Regions from separate parts of the Mus musculus genome. Here regions 1, 3 and 4 are each linked to region 2. A link is a contact called in public promoter capture Hi-C data. All regions are on one chromosome and are shown on one strand. Each heading gives the region's core, a stretch centred on a gene start, on an enhancer-like site or on the middle of the called end of the contact. The rest is flanking DNA. Distances are from core to core; before and after follow the strand shown.

Region 1 (2,700 bases), core at 118-2,617, 3.0 Mb before region 2:
CACACCATTTAACGTACAGCGTCAGTACCTCTGTGTGTCTATACGTGTGTGTAATCACTTGCCCAAGTAATTAAAAGAAATACCTCATGCCAAGTAACATTTTATTACAATCTAATTTTTCTTTCACACCAGCATTTTAAACCAGGCCATAACAGACTAGCACTGTTATTCTTTGTGACAACATATTCAGAAATCAATGAAATATACCAAAGCATTCAAATTCTTCATATAGTATTTTGCAATTTTCCAAAGGTCAGCATTTCTAGATATCAGTCAACTACTATAATGAATTTTAGTTTAATTATTCTTCATAGATTTTGAAAAACTCTTCAGTGAAATGATTGACAAAATGAAAGGAACAAAAACCTTTTAGCGTGCTCTATTTAAAACAGTGCCTGTGCCTAAATAGCATACTTTTGTTCTTCCCACCAAAATATTATTCCAGGAGGACCAAGAACAACTTCACTCAATGGCAAATACACTAGAAGATGGTGATATGACTCCACAGCTGGCTGAAATCATTAAACGACTGTGGGGGGATCCAGGAATCCAAGCCTGCTTTGAAAGGGCATCTGAATACCAGCTCAATGACTCTGCAGCTTAGTAAGTCATTTTCTTGGACAAGAATTGCAGATGACACATAGGTTGTAACTTGGCACATTGTGCATGTAAGCACAAATAATGGGAAATGGTTTAGCATTTTATTATAAAAAAAAAAACCTGAGAGCCAGCAGAAAAGACATGAAACAACATACCTGAGAAGAAATATATACTACACATATCTTCTCTTAGTTAAAAAAAAAAATTACCATGATGTTCAATGCTTACTTAGCATGAACACAGACAGATGGCATGCGTGTTGATATTTGGAACTGTATGCATCTGAATCATATATTTCAGTGTTACTGAAATAACCCCTAGAATAAGTTTACTAGTGATATATGTGATAGACCACTAGGTTATTGAGCAAGACACAAAACTCTGGAAGAAAAGTCGATTGGCTTCAGATTTTAGCATATTGTGAAATCTCGTTAGAGTCAGCATAGCAAATATTGGCAAGTAAGTATTTAATGTTAATAAGGAACTTAGGAGAGCATTGCACTGTTTACAATAGAATTGTTGCCACGACTTCAAACTTCCTTGTTTCGAGTGCTTCTTGAATTATTTTCTGTATGAATCAACAAGAACATGTGATTTTGTTTGGCTACAAAAAGTTTGTGCAATTACTCGTTTTCTATTTCTTCCCATGCCTACAAACATAGAAAACATACAACATTGTCCTTGAATGAATCCCGTGACAAACCATGCAAGCCCTGAGGTTTAATTAAACAAGCAACAAAAAGTAATGTGGCTGGGAAGCAAAGCTCTCTTTAAACAGAAAGATGGGTCATGCATGACAATGACAATGCAGATTTGTAATCACTGAGTACCTTTGACCCATAAGTCTGTTTCTTAGGAAAAAACGACAGTGATGGATGGAGAGAGTCTGGAAAAAAAAAACATAAAAAGAAGTCCATGTGTAGTGAGCACATTTCTGTGATGGTGATGAGTGTTCATTTATTGTTAATTTCCACTGGGACCATTTCCTTTAGACAAAAGTATGGATTCCACTTGATGAGAGCAGGGTGTCACTCTATGACTACATAAACTTGGGAACATTTTCTCCAAGGTTCCAGTCTCTACCTCACTGTGATTATCAAAGTGATTTCTGTGGTACTGTAAAACCTTGCTTACCTGTCTGTGCTAATCATTGAGTAAATTAGATGCAAGCTTATACATTACATACAAAATGTTGCTTAGTTACCTCTGGGAAAGGTGAACCGAAAGACAGACATGTAAGTGTGTTCCAGTCAAGATTAATAAATTTCATTTTGAATAAATATTGCCTAGATACCTTCAATTACATTGTTAGTATGCTTGCCTCCTTGTTTGTCCTTTATATTTATAGTAAAAAATTTAACTAATTATAACTCAGATAACTAACCTGAGGCAATAAAATGACACTGTATTTCATATTTTAGATGATTTATTTGTTTAAATGCTTAGAATTTTTGACTAATAGTTTGAGTTGAGAATATTACCATACTGTTAAATATATCAAACATCTATTTCCATTGATTTTCTGAGTTCTGCCCATACTGTAAATAGTTTTTGAACACTCAGTTGATTTGCACAGCAGTATAATTTTATGAAAATTTATTTTCTCTCTATGTACTAGAAATATTTTCTACATAAACTGAATACTTGAGATATTAACTTTGGCAGCTTCAAAGTGTTACTATAGGCATATTAAATAAAAGCCTGCTAAAATGTTGCTAAATTTACATTATTTTCTTCCAAACGTTAAGAACATATTATTTTTTCAATTTTTGAATTAAATTACATACTTCAATTTCCATATCAGAGTGATCCTGCACTGCCTATTTATTTTGTTTATACTATATAAAACATTTTTTTCCAACTTTTTAGTGAAAGGAAGATTTTTTTTTTTTTTTTTTGCACATCTAGACATTCTGCAGATGGACGCTGCCAGAAGAGTAGAGCAGAATTCCCAGTTCCCGGGTTTGGCTGAAGATGCCACAAGCTCTAGGAAAAGCTCGGAGGAAAGGCCTCAGCTACCTAAGTTTCATGGTTTACTAATTAGGGCCACCTAGTGTGCTGTTTAAATTCCACAAGCATTAAGAGCAAATGTGGTTTACA
Region 2 (2,700 bases), core at 44-2,543:
TACGGAAAACTCTGCTAGCTTACATTACAAAAGAAAACTGAAAAACAGTTGGGAATTCCCCCCCCCCACCCCACCCCACCCCCGGCAGAAACACTCTGAAGCCACTTGATCTGGCCAAAAGACGTCAAAACATCCGATTTTATCATTTGCTGAACGAGAAAGAAAGAAGAAAAAAAAAAAAAAAGAATATGGCTGAAAGCTTCTGAAGGGTAGTATTTAAAACAGGACCACGCAAAACACTTTAACAATATGGAATGTGGGCACCTCAGAAACCGCACACTTGGTGCCCTGCGCACGACCTCATCTCCCTAGTAGGGATGAAACATCCTGGTCCCCGTGGTCCCTGGGAGCTTCCAGCTTCCGCCAATACACCCGACCACCCACTTTTTTTTTTTTTTTTTTTTGGACAGGATATTCTGGCGTTGGAAGCTGCGTCGCAAACATGAATTTCCTGCGATCCAGTCCGATCCCTTTCGTAATCTTTAAAAGACCTGTTCTCTTCTGCCTCCCCAGCCAAAAACACACCGGGGAGCGGGGTCCTCTAGACCCACTCCTTCACGCGCGTCCTGCTGCGCGTTAACTGGAAGGCGAAACCGACACCGAAAACCAGGAGTTTCAGCCATCCCCCCGGTCGGCGACCGAAACTCCAGGCTCCATTTACTTCTGGCCCCGCGGAAGGCTGCAGCCCCGCCGGCCGCCGGCGCTCCCCTCCCCCGCGCGGCACCCACCTCGCGGCAGCGGCTTCGCCTCGCCGTTCTCATCCCGGGCGGCGGCGCCGAGGCCGTGCTGCCTCCGCTTCTCCTTCTCGCGCTTCTCCTTGGGTCTGCGCGGCTTGGCGGCGGCCGGCGGAGCGACGGGCGGGAGCAGGACGCGGTGAGGCTGAGCGTGCAGCAGCGAGGGAGTGACCAGCAGTTTGCGCGGCAGCGGCTGAGACGAGGAAGCGGAGGCTGAGGAGACGCTCGGGCTGGCGGAGAAAGAGTAACAGCTCCGAGAGGTGGACGAGGAGGAGGCGGCGGGCCGAGCCGCGAAGCTCCACGCCGCCGGGCTGCCGAAGCTCTGGGGCTGCAGCTGCCCGCCGTTCCCGCCGCTGCCCCCCTCCCCGTTCACTCTCCGCGGCGCCTTCTTCTCCTCGGTGCGAACCTTCTTGGCAGACATAGAGCCCGGCGGCTCCCGCGAGGAAGGCTGTACTTTGCCAGATGCTTCCTTCTCAGAGAGGAGAGCCACGGCGCCGCGAGCTGGGTTCGGCGGTTCCGCCATTTTGCGCTCCTGTTGTATTTACTCTCCGCCGCTCCCCGGAGCGGGGGCGCGGGGCGGGGTGCCTAGGTCCAGGCCGAGCTCCCATTGGGCGCGCTAAACTGAGAGATCCCGGAACAAACCAATCAAAGACGCGGACAGAAGCCGTCGGGGTGGGGTCACCGAGCGGACCTTCATTTGGAGGTCAGAGGTCTTTTCGGCGCGGCTGATGGAGAGCTCGCTGAGAAGGGAGGATCTCCCGACCGTCGCTCGGGAGCCCCGAATCTGCCCGGACCGAGGTAGCGCTGCCGTTCGCTCAAAGACTTTGCCTTGTTTGTACCGCTCTCTCTTTTTACCTTGAGGTGGCTTGGGTCCCTTCTGCAGGTTCTGAAAAACGAGTTCTGGGTTGCTCGTCTCGGAGAAAATTTGTCGAGAGTCCGATCAGCAAAGGCAGAAATGGTGAAAAGTTGCCTTATTTTAACTAAGGTCGTAAAAGTTCGTACTTTAAAAGAGAGTTTTCTGCAGAGCTGGAACTTGGATCACTTCCGATCGTGAAGATAAAAATCACCCACCGTTTGGAGGCTTTAAATTGAGCTTGAGTGCTAAAGGTTTTCACTTTAATTATTCTTTAAACGACACCAGGAAAAAGCCACTAGCGGTGTTTGTAAATGTTTGAAAATGCAGTTAGAGTTCTGTATTTCAGAGTCAGCGCTATGAAACTTCGCCAAGCATGTACCTTGATTTTTATCTCAAAAGATAAGGAATTTGGGGGAATGGGTTACAACACAGTTCAAGCTTTAGACAAGAGCATGCCTTAAAGTCTTAGATCTTTTGTGAGATTAGAATGTAAAGATAACACATGATCATATTAGCTCAGCAAGAAAAAGGAGTTTTCTGATCCCCTAAGAGGGACATTAGCAGTTACTTTCCGCAGCTAACAGTTGCCTTTCAGGAAACTGCAATGGTCTGTTGTTACTCCTCTTTTACTCCAAACCCACTTCTTTAGGACTCGGTGAGGGGAACACATCAAAATCTAACGCTGTTTGTAAATACATTTTTCTTTTTTTGGTTGGTTGGTTGGTTCGTTTGTTTTTTGAGTCATAGTCTTCCAATATTGTCCTGGCTGTCCTGTAAACCAGCCTGGCCTCGAACTCAAATCTTCCTGCATTTGCCCAACTCCCTTTCCCCCAGTGCTGGAATTAAAGAAAGGTGTGTACCACTGCATCTGTCCTCATTGTTTTTAGTTTTTAGAAGTAAATTGTTAATATATAGAGTATTCCCTGAAGCTAGACCCAGAGAGACAAATTTTGCATATTTTCTCTAATGTGTGTAATCTAGTTTTAAAAACACACACACAACATAAAAATAGAAGGGAAATGGGAAAAAGAAAGGTGATGAGCATAAGAAAGAAAGTCACTTCATCTCCCTCACCTGGGAATGAGTATGTCTACATCCAGGGCAGGGGAT
Region 3 (2,700 bases), core at 55-2,554, 2.6 Mb before region 2:
AGATCTGTGCAGCGATGTTTCTCTTTTATCACAACTGTGAGAAGAACACAAGCAAATCGCTGGAAGTGCAAACGAAGATTCTAAGAAATCTATCATCTGCCTAAATACCTACAGTGTGGGAGAAAAACAAACAAAAGGAAAAACCCTGACTCACAGATCTAAAAAAACCATAACCTGTGAATATTTTCCTTATATCGCTCAATCAAAATCCGGATCTACTCTTTTTTTTTTTTCCTCCGTTCAAAAAAACTGGAAGAAAGACCTTCACGTCGCCTATTAGCAAAACAGTGTTAAGAATGAAGAAAGAAAGCATGGTGTGCAGCTGTCAAACCTCACTGGAGCGAACACCGCAGTGGAGGAACGACCCTGTGGTCGAGGAGCCTTTCGCACCTGTCAGGGCTGTTTTCACCCGCGAAGCCTCTTTCCCTTCCTACTATGAGAGCAAACGTAAGCCAACTTTGGTGGTTTCCATCCCCCACCCAGGCAAAATCCAGCTTCCAGAGCAGCTCAAGTCCTTACGCAGGGAAAATCTCAGCGCTCTTTTCCACTCACTGAGTCGCCATATGAAGTTGACAGGAAGATCACTGAGACCCCGCAGAGGAAGAGGACCCACAAAGAGAGCCCCGAGGCCACCCAACGTGGCACTTTCCAGGCGTGGGCAAAGCGCAACGCGGCACGACACCTCTCACCACCGGGTTTCCGTGGAGAGGGGGTGCTTGGCTTTGTGGTCCCGAATTGTCCCTCATCTAGGGAGGGCAAAGCTCAACTTCAAAGATCGGATTCCCACGCGTCCCGCCGCCCCGCCACACTCTGGGCTGCCAGTGAGGTCGCGCGACAGTCACCGCCGCGGCCAAGAAGCCGCCTGCGCTGTTGAGGGACTGGGATGCCGCGCTCGCTCACCGCTGTCCCCCGGCCCGGGCCCCGTCCCCACGGCCGCGCTCACCCAGCAGCAGCAGCTTGACCTCCCGCGCCGCCTTCTCGCCGTCCTCCCGGAGGTTGCGGTCGATCATCTTGCTGCGCTCCACGGCCGCCTTGTCCTCAGCGCTCAATGTGCAGCCCATGGTGGCCGAGCGTCGCCGCGCCCTCGGCGCCGGGGCCGGCTGGCAGAGCGAGGAGAGGCTGGCCCGGAGGCGGCCCCGCTACGTCCTCAGCTCCCGCAAGCTGGAGGCGAGGTCTGCTAGTCCGCACGCTGCCGCCTCGGGCGGCCGTCCCTGCCGGCGACACTCCGCGATCCGCGCCCGCGAATCCCTGCGACCGCTAGGCTCTGCCGCCGCCGCCGCCGCCGCCGCCACCGCAGCTGCCCGTGGCCGAGCCGCAGCCGCGCACAGCCCGAGCGAGCTCGGCGTCCGCGCGCCGCCGCGGCCCCGCCCCTGCCCGCCCCGCGACCACTCCCAGCGCGCGCTCACGCCCGCCCGCGCACGTGCCGTCGGACAGCGCCCCCTCCGACCGCCGCGCGCCCGCGTGATCGCCGAGCCCAGCTTTTCCTGCAGGTCCCCCCACGAGGTGCCCCGTGCGGCCGCTGACTTCTCCAGCTCCGCCTGGGAGCTCACTAACCCCCTCCCACGCTTTGGAGACCACTGCGGGGGATCCGTGGGTACCTGCCCCTTAAGAGCGCGAGTGGGACGCTTGCCAAAGTTGCGAGCAAGGGGTGAGGAAAGGCAGTCCAGGGCATTTGAGCATGCCCGGAGCCTGCAGCCACCCAAGGGTTTACAAAATGTGTAGGCTTAGGTAAAGAACCGTGGGAAATAGAGCGAAATGAGCGAGAAATGGAGCCCTGCGAAACCCGAAGTGGGGAGCAACCAAGCGGGAATTGGGGTCTTGGGGTTGCCAATGCTCACTTCCTCCCTTGCCTTTTCTCTTTTCCTCTGGCTCTCCCTTTGATCTATGCTCACCTCCCTTTTCATAAGGGAACACATTTCTAAGGAATTTCTTCCTAATCCGACAGAAACGTTTGACAAAGAATCAAAGAATTGTTTTAAAATGGCGTGAGCAGTAAAACACACAAACAAGTCTGCGGCCTCTGTGGTAATGGATCGCCTTTAGGGCACTTGTAAGTGTCTTGCCAAGCTGCCTACCCATGGTTTATGGCTCTGTTGTAACTCCTGTGCCAGTAGGCATGGCATTTCTTTTTGTAGGCCTTAGCTTCCTTGCTTTTAAATGAGCTGTTGATCTACACTACAGTCCATCTTTCCAGGGGCAGGCCAAGGACTAGATGGCTTTTCATCCAGCGTGAGGGGAGGAGCATAGGTGGAAGGTTGGACTCTCCTGTCAGTTGCACTGCTGATTATAGGAGAAATGTTGATGAATTAGATGATGAAGCCACTAGCAAAGAAAATACATTCCTCGACGAGATAAAAATTAGGCAATTAGTCTCTGGCTCCCATTTGAATATTTAGCTTCAGGTTGGGTCCCTCAGAGCAAGCAGAGCTTATAGGTTTCCGTTTTGTTAGAGTCACACCTGCGGGGCACAAGATAAGCAATCTTAAGAACTCCCTCCGCTTTTTGTTGGATTCTTTCAAAATAGAACAAAACCCGCACACTTTTAGGGTACTCGGTCACCTTCTACCTCCTTTGTGTTTCCTGACACTCCAAAAGTTCATCAAGAATTCCAGAATTAATGAAATCTAATGTGACTGGGCCATTTGCAGCCATCAGTTGACTGTCCTTCCTCCACGGTTCAGGCCAGATAAGTGTGGGGCC
Region 4 (2,859 bases), core at 281-2,780, 2.5 Mb after region 2:
TTACTGTTAACATAGCTTACATAAATAGTACATCTTAAGTCTGTACTAGATTGACCTTTCTATTATTTGCAAGTATACTCTACTGTGTGGCTTCCTCCCCATCAACAAGGCTTTAAACAAGAGGGCTCTTCTAATCCCAATCAGACTGTATTTACACTTTACAGTTCATATGCAGTTTCCCATTAAATGTTCTAATGTACAAAGAACTTCTGGTTCAACTGGTGTGGGGATCTGACATTTTTACCTCTCTGTGTGAATTGTGGATGCTGGCTGTGTCATTCAGTCGTGGGTTTGGTGTCCTGCAGAGATTTGTAGACAGCAAGTGTAAAGAAATCAAACCCCCAGCCTGAAACAGGGATGGTCCAACTGTTCCCTGTATATTCCAACCTGGTGGGTCCGCGGTAAAGCACAAGTTTGGGGTTATTTTTTGTGTAATAATCTTTTACTGTTTAAATCTTCATCGCTGCCTCCTAAGTTATCCCAAACACATTATTACATCGTTAGTGCACCTAAAACAGCAAAACAACAACAAACCCCAAGCGACTTCACTCCTGCTTTTGTCCCCTAATCTATACCCAGTTCTAAACCACCTAGCCAAACAGTGAAGCCGCGCCCTAAAAATAAACGGGCACATGTGTGAAAACTTCTAACACCTAGAAACCTACAATGTACTTAAACTCAGCCTGATTTTTCCCTGTAAACTAAAATCATGGTAGGACTACCCAACTTGGCCTTGTCCATCACCCTACAGCATATTTATTCAGTATGGACCTGCAAAAAAGGAAGCCACACAAAAAAGAAGCATCCCTTAGAAACCAGAAGCCAGTAAAGTCTGCTTTGGAGGGATCAGTTATACTGAAGAGCTGTCAAAATACACACTCATGTGCTACAGCATGCTTCTCCATACCTTCATGTTTTAGGTGGTGATACCCAGCAAAGTTAATCATCCCCCCGCCCCCGCAACTCCCCCACCCACCATTCCCTTCTTTCTCTGTTAGTTACTACTGCATATCTGGTATACATTATCTCATTTAATCCATCAATCTAATTTAAGTGAGAAAAGGCTGGACTAAAGAGATTATATTTCAACAAGGACACTGCTCTACTTCCCCAAACTGAGCATCATGAAACTAACCAGGCATGATGTAATTCTGTAACCCAAGTCCTCAAAAAGATCGGGCCAAATGCAAGACCGCTTCAAAAACAAAAGCAAAAAAATTGTTATTTCCACTGGGCGCAGACTAACCACCATCAGCATTTCCGGAAGATGGCGGCTGCACTGGGCTCAAAATGTGAGCTGGAAGCTCAGACGACCGAGTTAAGCAGGAAGCTGCACTACGGTGCTTTACAGCGAGGATTAAAGAAGGGATAAGCTCGGCCGCTGTATGTAGCCTCGTCGCTCTGCTCCGTGAAGGTCCCAGGAAAACGCCGCCCGGCTCGAGCGCCGCGCACCCGGCCAGCCTGCAGGCGCAGCTCCCGCAGCTGCTCTCCCGAGCGGAAGGGCAGCCGCCGTGACGCAGACAGCGCCGGGGAAACGCCCTGCTCTGTGGTACAAGCACTCGCTCTGTCACTGTGGGACTCAAGGCTTGAGGTCTAGAGCACAAGCCCACGCTATGCTTCGCCAAGAGGTGTTTTTCCTCTGGTGTAAAATTTGGCAGCCACAACGGGGTAGCTTGGTTTTATCCATGGTTAGGACACGCCGGCTATAGGTATTATACGGTAAAAGCCCGATTACTACAAAAGGTCAAAACTAAGCTACTGAACCACTCGTCAATCAAACCGGGCTTAAGAGAATGGATCCTCAGTACTTCTCACTAAAGAAAAATCCTTTCCTACAGCTTTTCACTCAGGCCACTTTTACTGGACTAATTTCTAATGTCAGTTAGGGAAAGGATCACTCCAGTTGAAAGCTACAAGAACATTAAACGCTAGAATAGCTAGCTGCGCGTTACAGGCATGGTGATGTATGCCTGTAACCTGAGCTAGAAACAGGAAAAAAAAAAAGGCGTTGATCTTTTGACTACCAAGTGATTTCGAGGCCAGCCTGAATTACACGAACCACGCCTCGCCTTTAAAAAATAAAATTATTTAGTCCCATTAGGGCACCATTATGTCTAAGCTTCATTATTTGTCAGCCTTCTCTTAGAATCTGAACACCTTGCACAGGATTTCTAAGCAGGAGTGTCCATGGAGAATTTAACAGGATCTGTGCACTATGCTACTCTACGCACATTAACAGCATTCCGAGAAGGGATCCGCCTTTCAGAAGCATTAATTAGGATGGATTTCTGGTTCCGAATTCCTGCAGTGTATTGTGCCAAGCCTGTAACTCTAGAGGCAGTGTTGAGTTGGTGGTCAGTCAGTCTGAGTCACCTGAGACCTCGTTTAAACTCTTGCCCACCCTCGTCCTCGAAAAGCAACCCACATTAAGGTCATGTGGACCATGGAGTCAATCTTATAAAAAACCTTCTCAACCTATGTAAAAGCTAAGTCTCCAACTCCTCATACTTCCTGAGAGCCGGGGCTGCAGTGATTTCCCACTATGCCTAGATTTTCTATTAGGACTATTTTTCAATTGTGGCTGGGTTCACAGACTTCTACCCTAACTTTTGCTGGGGATTGAGCCCAGTGCTTTCCCAGAGCTACGCCTCACTCAGCCCCTAACCCCTCCCCTTCCCTCAGTACTAAGAATCAAACGTGCTGGAACTGACGAAGACTACATTTCAACTCAAGGCAGGTGATCTCCTATGTTTGAGGCCAGTCTAGTCTATAAAGCAAGTTCCAGGCCAGCCACTGAGAACTTGTCCTCTAAACAAGACAAACCCATGACCTGAAGCATACTAAACAAGTGCTCTACCA

The links. Promoter capture Hi-C pulls out the DNA fragments that hold promoters and counts their contacts.
Region 1: a promoter capture Hi-C map of liver shows a contact between it and region 2, with 2.9 times the contacts expected there. The contact joins the enhancer-like site here to the promoter of Rsbn1l in region 2. A contact is called at or near these places in 3 of 39 promoter capture datasets (the C10 cell line, liver and pre-B cells) and 2 of 115 datasets of contacts at active chromatin or transcription factors (large pre-B cells and pro-B cells).
Region 3: a promoter capture Hi-C map of hippocampal neurons shows a contact between it and region 2, with 4 times the contacts expected there. The contact joins the promoter of Gnai1 here to the promoter of Rsbn1l in region 2. A contact is called at or near these places in 2 of 39 promoter capture datasets (embryonic stem cells and hippocampal neurons) and 1 of 115 datasets of contacts at active chromatin or transcription factors (astrocytes).
Region 4: a contact with region 2 is called in a promoter capture Hi-C map of liver, with 5 times the contacts expected there. The contact joins the enhancer-like site here to the promoter of Rsbn1l in region 2. A contact is called at or near these places in 2 of 39 promoter capture datasets (liver and pre-B cells), 2 of 115 datasets of contacts at active chromatin or transcription factors (astrocytes and large pre-B cells) and 2 of 9 other capture datasets (adipose tissue and liver).

Annotation. Positions count from the first base shown.
Region 1 is chr5:17,999,209-18,001,908 of GRCm38.p6, forward strand. It overlaps Gnat3 (guanine nucleotide binding protein, alpha transducing 3), which reads left to right. Exons shown (of 8, transcript NM_001081143.1): 4 at 446-603. Among named protein-coding and RNA genes, the nearest start is that of Gnat3, 38 kb to the left of the region's middle. Within about 2 kb of position 1,368, at least 38 of the 459 cell types and tissues checked have an H3K27ac peak or open chromatin away from gene starts, as enhancers often do. A contact at or near this core is called in liver, where this site is marked.
Region 2 is chr5:20,950,529-20,953,228 of GRCm38.p6, forward strand. Rsbn1l (round spermatid basic protein 1-like) reads right to left here and starts at 1,294. Exons shown (of 8, transcript NM_001080977.1): 1 at 729-1,294. The coding sequence starts at 1,257. A630072M18Rik (RIKEN cDNA A630072M18 gene) reads left to right here and starts at 461. Exons shown (of 1, transcript NR_030699.1): 1 at 461-2,700.
Region 3 is chr5:18,359,109-18,361,808 of GRCm38.p6, forward strand. Gnai1 (guanine nucleotide binding protein (G protein), alpha inhibiting 1) reads right to left here and starts at 1,305. Exons shown (of 8, transcript NM_010305.1): 1 at 944-1,305. The coding sequence starts at 1,061.
Region 4 is chr5:23,417,046-23,419,904 of GRCm38.p6, forward strand. All of the region lies in intron 1 of 5031425E22Rik (RIKEN cDNA 5031425E22 gene), which reads right to left. Among named protein-coding and RNA genes, the nearest start is that of 5031425E22Rik, 15 kb to the right of the region's middle. Within about 2 kb of position 1,531, at least 443 of the 459 cell types and tissues checked have an H3K27ac peak or open chromatin away from gene starts, as enhancers often do. A contact at or near this core is called in adipose tissue, astrocytes, liver and 1 more, where this site is marked.